Linked DNA regions of Rattus norvegicus: regions 1 and 2 are each linked to region 3. A link is a contact called in public Hi-C data. All regions are on one chromosome and are shown on one strand. The core of a region is the stretch at or near the end of the contact, and the rest is flanking DNA. Distances in the headings are between cores, read along the strand shown.

The links. A called contact is a pair of places that touch in the nucleus more often than the background predicts.
Region 1: a contact with region 3 is called in a Hi-C map of Schwann cells, with 13 times the contacts expected there. The contact joins the enhancer-like site here to the promoter of Myc in region 3. A contact is called at or near these places in 6 of 12 Hi-C or Micro-C datasets (the A7r5 cell line, Schwann cells, frontal cortex and 3 more) and 1 of 1 datasets of contacts at active chromatin or transcription factors (oligodendrocytes).
Region 2: a contact with region 3 is called in a Hi-C map of the A7r5 cell line, with 4 times the contacts expected there. The contact joins the enhancer-like site here to the promoter of Myc in region 3. A contact is called at or near these places in 2 of 12 Hi-C or Micro-C datasets (the A7r5 cell line and mammary epithelial cells) and 1 of 1 datasets of contacts at active chromatin or transcription factors (oligodendrocytes).

Annotation. Positions count from the first base shown.
Region 1 is chr7:94,595,283-94,598,714 of GRCr8, forward strand. All of the region lies in intron 1 of LOC120093668 (a long non-coding RNA gene), which reads left to right. Among named protein-coding and RNA genes, the nearest start is that of A1bg, 210 kb to the left of the region's middle. Within about 2 kb of position 1,894, at least 25 of the 93 cell types and tissues checked have an H3K27ac peak or open chromatin away from gene starts, as enhancers often do. A contact at or near this core is called in Schwann cells, where this site is marked.
Region 2 is chr7:96,123,292-96,126,766 of GRCr8, forward strand. No RefSeq gene overlaps it. Among named protein-coding and RNA genes, the nearest start is that of Rgs22l, 380 kb to the right of the region's middle. Within about 2 kb of position 1,445, at least 14 of the 93 cell types and tissues checked have an H3K27ac peak or open chromatin away from gene starts, as enhancers often do. A contact at or near this core is called in the A7r5 cell line, where this site is marked.
Region 3 is chr7:95,481,325-95,484,792 of GRCr8, forward strand. Myc (MYC proto-oncogene, bHLH transcription factor) reads left to right here and starts at 1,781. Exons shown (of 3, transcript NM_012603.2): 1 at 1,781-2,346. The coding sequence starts at 2,317.

The DNA of each region.
Region 1 (3,432 bases), core at 644-3,143, 890 kb before region 3:
AAAGCAATCAGTAAATATGTTTGTATAACATTGGTATTAAGGGATATAGTTACTACCTTTTGGGATTCTCTCCACCCTATAACCTTCGGCGTTTAACTGAGAATAACCACATCTTGACAACAGCAGTTGACTTTAGGCAGCTATGTTTATGTCTCTCGAGACCCGCAGTCAAAGCCAACATGATTCCTCCTAGCAGGTAGAGCATAGACTTCCTCGGGGGCAGGAACGGAGCCAGATGTGAATGACTCTTCTCTCATGCATCAGGAGAAATAGTGTGTGTGTGTGTGTGTGTGTGTGTGTGTGTGTGTGTGTGTGACTACACCCTACTCAGTCTGTATAATGTTACTTATATGCATGCTTTTAGGGCTACTTGGTATTGGATATGTAATTGATGTGTGCTTCCGACAGAAGACTATTTCTCTCAGTGTCAGCATTCCTCAGTCCCCTGTAGGTGTTTGTGTAGGGTTGAGGCCTCCTGCCCCCACCCCCCCTTCTCCATTGACATGTCAAGTGTGGCGTTCCTGTTCAGTTCACATTTAGGCACTATGTTGGTGAGACTTCGTGAGTGTAGCTTCTGTCATGGCCAGGACACACAATCTCACAGCAAACTGTTTTATGTGAATGCAGGTATGTACCCCATACATACGTGGAGGTCAAAAGAAGGATCAGAGAACCTGAGACTGGAGTTCCAGAGGGTTGGGAACCCCTCCCTGGGTGCTGGGAACTGAACCTGGTCCTCTGCAAAAATAGTAAGCACCATTAACCCGTGAGTCACTTTTCTAGCCTCTTAAGAGACCTTCCTAAGCAATGCAGGAAACCAAGGCTGCATGAAAGATGACAAGATCTCCAGCCCTGATTATATTCATATTCAGCCATAACAGTTTCAAAATTCTAAAAAGATTGGAAGGCCCTTAAAAGAAGAATGTGGTCGTGCGATAATAATTATGCCCGTTTTATCTATAACCTTATATCTGCAGAATGAAAATCACTAATCTATAAATTACAGACTAGAGACAACAGATCAGACCTAAGGATGTAGTAGTAATATAAAAGTTTTTAAAATAACTGATTGTTTTTAACTTAAAGGATTTTTTTAACTTAAAGGATGAACTACCTTTTAATTAACCTTGTGCCTTTAAACACAGTCTGCAAGTTCTACAGAACTCAGTTTTGACTTTGAATTCACCTAATGGAGGGATCAAGAACGGTGGATTCTAAGTGAGCCTCCTTTGAGCACTGTTTGTCAATAATAGTGCTTGCCACAGAGAGCTTTGTGAGGATTAACCAGGGAAAGGTATGCTAAGCCCCAGGAACACCGACTTGCAAACAGTGGGACCTAGCTAATTGACTTCTCTTTCACTCTTCTTCTTCTTTTTTACTACACTACTTCAAAGCAGAAGCTGCTTCAGAAGAGCAGGAAGCAGACAGGGAGGACTAGAGGGGAAAAAGCAGAGGAAGCCCAAATTAGACCTTGTCGAATTTGGCAGTCCAATTCCGGTGCAGTTCCCGTTGTAGCCACACGATGGCAGCACAAGCATTGTGGCCCCCTGGCTATCCAAAGCTTGGCACTTTAAATTTTCAGTTTTAAAGCTAGGGGCGCCTGGGTGTGTTTGTATTTGTGCCTGCGAAGCAAAGCTGTGCCCATCTTCAATAGTCTCAGCTGAGCTGTAACGCAGACGGACATGAAAATCTACAAGAGTTTCACAGTCTCTCCCCAAAACTCCCAATAGGAGCTTGTTAAAAAAAAAAAAAGAAAGAAAAAGAGAAAAAGCGCCCAACTTTGTATTCATTTCAAATGGGGGAGAACGTCCTTAAATCTGCAGCATCTGTTCCGCTGGGCTTGCTGTCGGTGAGCAGGTATTGCGGTTAATGAGCCACCAGCTTGCTGCTCCCAGGGCCAGGCTGGAGCAGTCAGCTGGTGTGGGGATGGGACCTGCAATCAGCAGCTGTGCACCGACATGCCCCGGGACGGAAAATGTGATTTGTGACACGGCAGCTTGGGAATAATAATGAAAACATAATTGCTCCGGGCGGATGGCTCGCTGTCTTTCTATTGCTAAGCTACTTCACCTCACAAGAGAGGAGCTGTGGTTCTCAGTTTTCATTTCTCTGGGACAACCAAAGGCACAGCCCTCAGGTATCCTGCTGCCCTCCTTGTTGAATGTTTCCTTGAATCCCTGAGAAGAGACGCGCCCCTCCTCTCCCATCCCTCCAACCAGGAAAATCTTGCCTTTGCTCTGACTTCAGCAGCAGCAGCCAGTCTGGTTAATCAGAGCCCCTGAAGTCATGGCTGTCATTTGTCCTCTGCTGCCTATTGTATTGTTGGGGTTTGCTTTGCATTCTGGGAATGTTTTTCCTCCCTAGCTCTTTCGCTTTATTTAGACTTCACACCCATGTCTCTGAAACCACTTCTCACCATGACTTTGGTCTTCTGGAGATCATTGCCTTCTGGCAGGTTATTGCCCGTGTGGCATCAAGAATGATGAGGATTCATGTCTAGAGTTTACATCTTTAAGTGACGGAGGGCAGAGGACCCCAAGGAAAATCGCACAGTTTTAATTTGATACCCCAATTGGGGAAATCCAGCCTCCTAGGTGTCACGTTTGGGATCTGAGGACCAGTGAATGAGACACTGTGGGTGATGTGTTCAGCCCTGGGGCATCTGCCGTAGAGGGATGGCGTGGATGTCCCCTGCTTATACAAATGACTCTGTGGCATTTATGCAAGAGGTTCTTGCTGCCATGGGTTCTGATGGCTGACTTTTGACAAGTGGTTCAGTTTTTAAGGTTGCATTTTTTGAGAATTCAATGCTATAAGGAAGGGGTGTTCGTACTGAAGAAGGTGGAAGCTTCTTTTCCTTTTCCCAGACTGATGATTTTGAGGCAAAACTCAAGTGGGGAGGAAGGGAGCAGGTGTCTGCAGTTGCTCCCTGTTGTCAGATTTGTGTACAGCATTTTGTATTCCTGTTATTTTTGCTTCACTTACTATTTTTTCTGTCCTGGTGTCTTGGGTTACCTTCCAAATGTATCATTTTGGGTACTGGTTGTGACTTAACCGGAACCTAGGCTAAAACAAGGCCACCGAGGACCCAGAATTCTGAATGCAAGTCCCTTAGTTCACACACACACACACACACACACACACACACACACACACACACACACACACTCAAACATCCCCACACACTCACACACTGTTGAGTCAATGGAAGGAAAGTTGAGCAGAAAATCAGTCTTTAATCAAATCTTGCCTATCATACGGTAGTTGGTGGTGCTCAAAGGGCAGGCACTGTATTTGCTAGGGTCTTCTAGGACCAAATCCCTGCCTAGTCATCGGCATTTATGTCCCACTCCAATTGTCCCAGAAGCAACCATCACCCACATTTGGGACTGACTTTAGGTGGAAGAGTCAGCAACCAGCTCCATGTTTGAT
Region 2 (3,475 bases), core at 195-2,694, 640 kb after region 3:
GCTCCTAGGAAACGCATCTAGTCAAACCGGTTTGCTTCACATTTGTATGCAGAGAACTTGGGAGCAACCACTGAGGGGGCAGCGGTCATGGAATTATGTCTTACTCAGCCCTGAGCTTGCTTTTTAGTTCTGTTCTCCTTTTAGTTATGCAATTTTGGTCAAATTACCAGATGTGGCTGAGCTCCTGTGTCTCTGTACAACTGGATTAATAATTCCTGTCACAAGGAATTATTCTAAGTGCTAAAGAGACAGGGCAGGCAATAGGCTGGCGGTCGCATCTGAAACTTAACACACATCAACGGAACTTAGTGTGTTATCGATGTGTGTTACTCGCACTGGCACTGCAATGATTTATTTCCACATGCATTTGCTATATTCCACACTGAGCAGGAAAAAGCAATGAATGCCTAACTTTTAAATAATTTCCCATAAAAGTATAATGAGTGCTACATAAATATTCCTTGATGAATATTTATAAAATATTTTCTTATGAGTCCATTATTCTAATTCATTGAGATTTTAAGAATCACTGTTTTTGTTTTTGTTTTTGTTTTTGTTTTTTGTCTTATATTCATTCTCCAAAGATTTCAACTTACCTCTGGAGCAAAGGGGAGAGACAAGAAAGCAATGTTTTCACATGGTTAAGGCCAAGAACTAGGAGACTGGACAGGGCTGGATTATAGCCATGCCAAACGTTCCCTCCCTGTAGGTTTTCACCTATGTAATGGGAGATAAAACTTACAGTAATAACAATTATAACAATAATAGGTCTGTAGTGCTGAGCTCTCCACTTATTATTTCATGATTCATACAAACACCCTATGGGTGAGATGTAACTATCATGTGTAAGGCAAGAACAACATAGCAGATGACGTCAGTCACATACTTGGTTCATAGAAAGGGCTCTATGACAAACAATACTATCTTCTTGCCCCTGCCTCGATTTACTGAACATAGATGCAGACAGGTTCTATCTGTGCAGCCGCTGAGGGACTGGATCAGGCTATTAATTAGCTGGCTCTCAAGCCCATGTGTTTCCACAGAAAGCAATGGTAAAACTCATTACAATTCACAAACCCTCTCTCTTCTCAGCTCAACAGCCATTACCTCCTGGTTGATTTGTGCTGGGGTAGAATGAGTCAGTTAGTCACATGCCTGCTAACTGACAGGGCCACTGTCCAGGTGAAAGATACAAATGCTGCTTGTGACCAGCATATCAAGTGTTGGCCGGATCAGCAGGTCCTGCTTTTGCGCTCCATGGATATGCCGTGTTACTTTACTTCTGAGAGAGCCAGCAGTGTCCGCTCAGCTGCATCCTTGTGCTCAGTAGCTTGCTGAAGGCTAACTGGCTTGGAATCTTGTTACAGCTACCCTGCCTCTGTTTTAAAGCATGACCAAGAGGCTGGAGCTGAGTCACCTTCCACACAAACAGCTCATTGCCAAGATGTGCTGTGCTTTTCTGATGCAAGGAACAGCAAGTTTCCATCCATGCTGTAATGTCACCCTGCTGCATAGCTCAGGCCAATAAAGTTCAACAAACCAGTTTAGCCTGTGGGAGAAGGGGATGAAAAGCTGAAAACTCTTTGATGAAACCTGAGTCTTCCAGGTAAAGGCCAAGTAGCTGGCATGACTAGTGAGGGAAGTCTTTTGGGAATCTCCCTTTCTGCCTCTCCTCCTGATGCTCTTCCTCCCTTAGGACCTGGGTGATTTCACTTCAAGCAAAAGTGTTGACTCTCTATTCTCCTTCCTTCTTGCCTGCTCGGTAAATTGTGACCAATAGTGCCAGAATCGTCAGATATTTGGGCACTCACTTATCTATGAGAAAAGAATGTGTCTCACTTCTGACTTAGCCCAGATAGGCTTAGCTCTTTCACTGTATATTTTTGAAGGCCAGCAACACCACCTCTCTAAATGTTTTCATTTAGATTATGTTTATTATTATTCTTATTGTTTGTTCTCCATCCTCTTTCCTGAGGCAGGAGATCTACGAATGTGGGGCCATGTAAAGCTTATTCTCCACTTTAGTCTGGTGGAGGATCTGCAGCAAATGAGTTAATCTATATTTACTGAATTATTAAACTGCTTTTTTTCAATTTTCAATTGCTTTTCCTGTTTCTCGTATCAGTTTTGCTCCTTTCCCAACTACACAGCTCAACAGTGATAAACAAATAAGAGTTCAAATCAACTCATTATTTTATTTTCTAAGCCTCCCTACTCTTATCTTTTCATTAGGATGCATTTTATTTTATTATTTTTTTTTGAGTTTAGTTAGCATCAGGATACTGTGCTACTTAGAATTTTTTTTGTCCTGTGAAACAAGGTTTATCCCTACCCAAAATGTCCTCCTGCTCATATTCTCAGTGTCAAACTTCTGTATGCTAATCTTGTATAAGGAGTCTTCTTGGAGCACTTGTCAGCTCACTCCTCTAACCGTACCCGACACCACCGTTCTTTGGATCCACAGTTCAGTACTTAGTTCTTTTTCCTCTATTAATTAATTTATCTGTTCACTTTACTTTCTAATCAAAGCCTGACCCCTGTCTCTGCCCAGTCCTGCTATTACTAATTTCTCCCCCTATTAGTTCCTTCCCTTCTCATTAGAGAAGGGGAAGCCCTCCTTAGGTACCATCTTGCCCTGGGGCATCCAGTCCCACCAGGACTGAGAATATTCTCTCTCACTGAGGTCCAACCAGGCAGTTCATTTAGGGGAAGGGGATGCAGTAGCAGGGAATAAAGTCAGAGAGAGCCTGAGTCTCTTGTTCCACTTGTTAGGGGTCCCACATGAAGAGCAAGCTGCACATCTGGTACTAATATATAGGGTTCCTAGGTCCATCTCCTGCCTGAGGAGATCTTTGATTGTTGGTTTTATCTCTGTGAGCCCCCATGAGCAAGTTTAATGGACTCTGTAGGTCTTCTTGTGGTGACCTTGACCACTTCGACTTGCTCAGTTCCATCTCTTCCTTCTCCACAGTACTCCCCGAACTCTGCCTGATGTTTGGTTATGGGTCTCTGTATCTGCTTCCATCAGCTGCTGGGTGAAGCCTCCCAGGAGACAAGCAAGCATTTACTATTCAGCAATTCAAAACAAGGACTTCATGAAATTTGTAGGTAAATGGATGGAACTAGAAAATATCCTGAGCGAGATAACCCAGACCCAGAAAGACATGGGTTTTATGTACCTACCTATAAGTGGATATTGGCTATAAAGTACAGTGCTTCAGTTCTTAATATCTGGTTATGTATTTTTTTCCCAATAACATAATACCAACTTCACGATGGAATAGGGTAGGTGGGAGATAGAGTCAGTTGGAAGTGTGTGAGGGCAGAAACCATGAAGGAAGGAAGCCAGTAGGAAGATTGTAAAGAGACTTGCAAGGACCTCTCTACCAGGAATCCTTGCCCCTAACCCAGGGAAAACATGCCAGGGCAGGTGAGCAGCAGTGGCTGCCGCAGTGTCCTGAAATAGTCTCCACAC
Region 3 (3,468 bases), core at 531-3,030:
AGGCTGTAGTCATTTTGCAATCCTTAAAGCTGAATTGTGCAATGAGCTCGATGAAGGAAGATACTATCATCCAACAGCTGAATCCTAAATTGCAAACTCAATGGCTAATGACTACTTTGAACAATGCGCACCTTACACACGCTACACGCTACTGTAGTCTCTTCTTTTTTTAGGGGGTAGCAGTGAGAGGTTTCTTAAAATGCCTTGGGGCGAGGAGTCCTGAATGAGGAGACTGCTTTGGGTTTTGATGCGTAGGATAAGCAAATCCCGAGGAAATATGCACTATATAATAAATCTAGAACCAAAACACAGAGCAAAAGATTCATGTTTCACGTTGGTTAATAAACTAGGTTATCGTGTATATATTAAGTGTGTATACCTTTGGGGACTCTACAAAATGCACGGCATGGTATTGAGGAAAAAGTAAATTGGGAAATTAGTGTAAAAATTAGAGTCGGCTTTTAATTAGTTTAACACACACATACGAAGGCAAAGACACAACGTTACTTTGATCTGACCCGGGCCGACCTTTTTTTAAGTGCATAATTACGATTCCAGTAATAAAAGGGGAAAGTTTGGGGTTTGTCCTGAGAGGAAGGGGTTAACGGTTTCCTTTATTCTAGGGTCTCCGCAGGCTCCCCAGATCTGGGTTGGCAATTCTACTCCTCCCCCTTTCTGGGAAGTCCGGGTTTCCCCCAACCCCCAATCCATGGCATATTCTCGCGTCTAGCGCCTTGATTCCCGCCCCCCCCCACCCCCAACCTCTAAGCCGGAGTCTGGTGCAAACTGGCTCCACAGGGGCAAAGAGGATTTGCCTTTAGTGAAAACTGGCTGTGGAACTGGAACTCTGAGTGGAGGTGCATGGGGTGTAGACTGGCAGAGACTCGACCGGGAGGATCCGGGTAGAGCGCGCCCACCGCCGCAGTCCTACTCTACTCCAGCTCTGGAACGCGCAGAAAGACCTACGGGGCAAGGAGCCGCCTCCACCCCACCCCGCCTGGTGGAAGGTCCGAACGGGAGGTGTTGGAGTGGAGGGCCTTTCTGGCAGCAAATTGGGGGATTCATTCTGTAAAGAATGTGCCCAGTCAACATAGCTGTACGCCCAAACGCAAAATACACACTGCCCTCCCCGAGAGATGCAGTGGCTGTTTATTCCTAAGTGGCTCTCCAAGTATACGTGGCATTGAGTTGCTGAGCAATTTTAATGATTCCAGGCATCGTTTTTCTGCTCAGACCTCATCTGTCGTAGGTCTTCAACTATCACTCCACACTGAGCAAGGGCTCCTACATAACTCTTTTTTTTTTTTTCGTCCTTCCCTTTTTAAATTCTGTTTCCCCGACCTTAGAGAGACGACTGGCCGCCCGAGACGTGCGTGACGCGGCTCAGGGTACACGGCGTATTGTGTGGAGCGAGGCAGCTGTTCCACCTGCGGTGACTAATACACGCAGGACAAGAACACAGTTCAGCCGAGCGCTGCGCCCGAACAACTGTACAGAAAGGGAAAGGACCGACGCGCGAGCAGGAGAAAATGGTCGGGCGCGCAGTTAATTCATGCTGCGCTATTACTGTTTACACCCCGAGTCGGAGTACTGGGCTGCGGGACTGAGGCTCCTCCTCTTTCCCCGGCTCCCCACTAGTGCCCCTCCCGAGTTCCCAAAGCAGAGGGCGGGGGAGCGAGAGGAGGAAAAAAATAGAGGTCGGGAGGGGAGGGAGAAAGAGATTCTCTGGCTAATCCCCGCCCACCCGCCCTTTATAATCCGGGGGTCTGCACGGCTAAGGACCCCCGGGCTGCGCTGCTCTCCGCTGCCGCCTCCGCCGCGCCCACTCCGCTCGCCTCCTGCCTCCAAAAGGGCAGGGCTTCGCCGAGGCTTGGCGGGAAAAAGAAGCGAGGGGAGGGATCCGGAGTCGCAGTATAAAAGAAGCTTTTCGGGCGTTTTTTTTCTGACTCGCTGTAGTAATTCCAGCGAGAGACAGAGGGAGTGAGCGGGCGGGTTGGAAGAGCCCAGTGTGCAGAGCCCCACTCCGGGCTTCCTAGGAAGGCAGCTCTGGAGTGAGAAGGGCTTTGCCTCCAGGCTTGCTGCCTCCTCGACCCAATCCTCCCGCTGACCCAACATCAGCGGTCGCAACCCTCGCCGCCTCTGGGAAACTTTGCCCATTGCAACGGGCAGACACTTCTCACTGGAACTTACAATCTGCGAGCCAGGACAGGACTCCCCAGGCGCAGGGGAGGGAATTTTTGTCTATTTGGGGACAGTGTTCTCTGCCTCTGCCCGCGATCGGCTCCCCTGAAAAGAGCTCCTCGCGTTATTTGAAGCCTGAATTTCCTTTGGGAGGTGGAAAACCCGGTAAGCACAGATCTGTTGGTCTTCTACTGTTTTCTCTACGTCCTGAGTGTAGCGACCGGTTAGAACAGTCTTTATTCAATTTCTGTGCTTTTGACACTTTACTCAGAGTAGTTGGGGTAGGCCGGGGCGGAGTTGAGGTGGATCTGAGTCGGGGTAGAACGACTTGTCAAGATGACAGGAAAGGGGAAGGAAAAAACCGGGGTGCATTTTGAAACTGTCTTCCAGAGGTTACCGTGGGCTGACGCTGACCCGGGCCGGTTGGACATTCTTGCTGTGCTACATTAATTGATATTTATGTCCTTTGGGGGGGGGGGTGTCAAAGCCGGAGGTCTCTTCGCGGTGGCCAAAGGAAGCCCTTCGTATCCTGAGGTCTTTGGGAAAGGGATTACCTTTTGCGTGTTCTCCGCAAAAAGCGAGAAGGCTCCGTAGCCTCTGACTTCCCAGTCTTTGGGAGGGCATTTAAATTTCGGCTTGGTGCATTTCTGACAGCCTGAGACCAACTCGGGGGTGCGTCCCGCCCGCCAATCCCCGGCGGCGATTGCAACCGGTCCCTGATCCTTTTAAGAAGTTGCCATTGGGCTTTAAAAATAGTGATCATAGTAAAATTTAAGCCTAACCCTCCGCGGTATTAGGACTTGGTGTTGGACTAGCGCACTGAGGAGAGGCAAAACTGGGGCAGGGATGTGACCGATTCGTTGACTTGGGGAAAACCAGAGGGAATCCTCACATTCCTGGTTGGGATCCGCGGGTATTCCCCGCGCCCCTGAATTGCTAGGGAGACTGCGGTGAGTCTTGATCTGAGCTGTTCGGTAACAGCTGCTACCCTCGGCGGGGAGAGGGAAGACGCCCTGCACCGGGTGCTGAATCGCTGTGGGGTCTCTGGCGCAGTGGCGTCGCGGTTTAGAGTGTAGCAGGGAGGTGTCTCTTATTATTTGACACCCCCTCCCCTTTGGAGAGGCTTGTTAGAGCCTGAGACTGAGCTCTCCCCTCCAAGTCAGCAATAGGAAAGAAAAGCCGGCAAAGGAAGGAAGGGGGGCGCGCTGGGGGTGGAGAAAGAGGAGGGCGGAGAGGGGCGGCGGCGCCGGCTGGGTAAGAGCCGGGCGACGGCGCGAGTAGGGACCC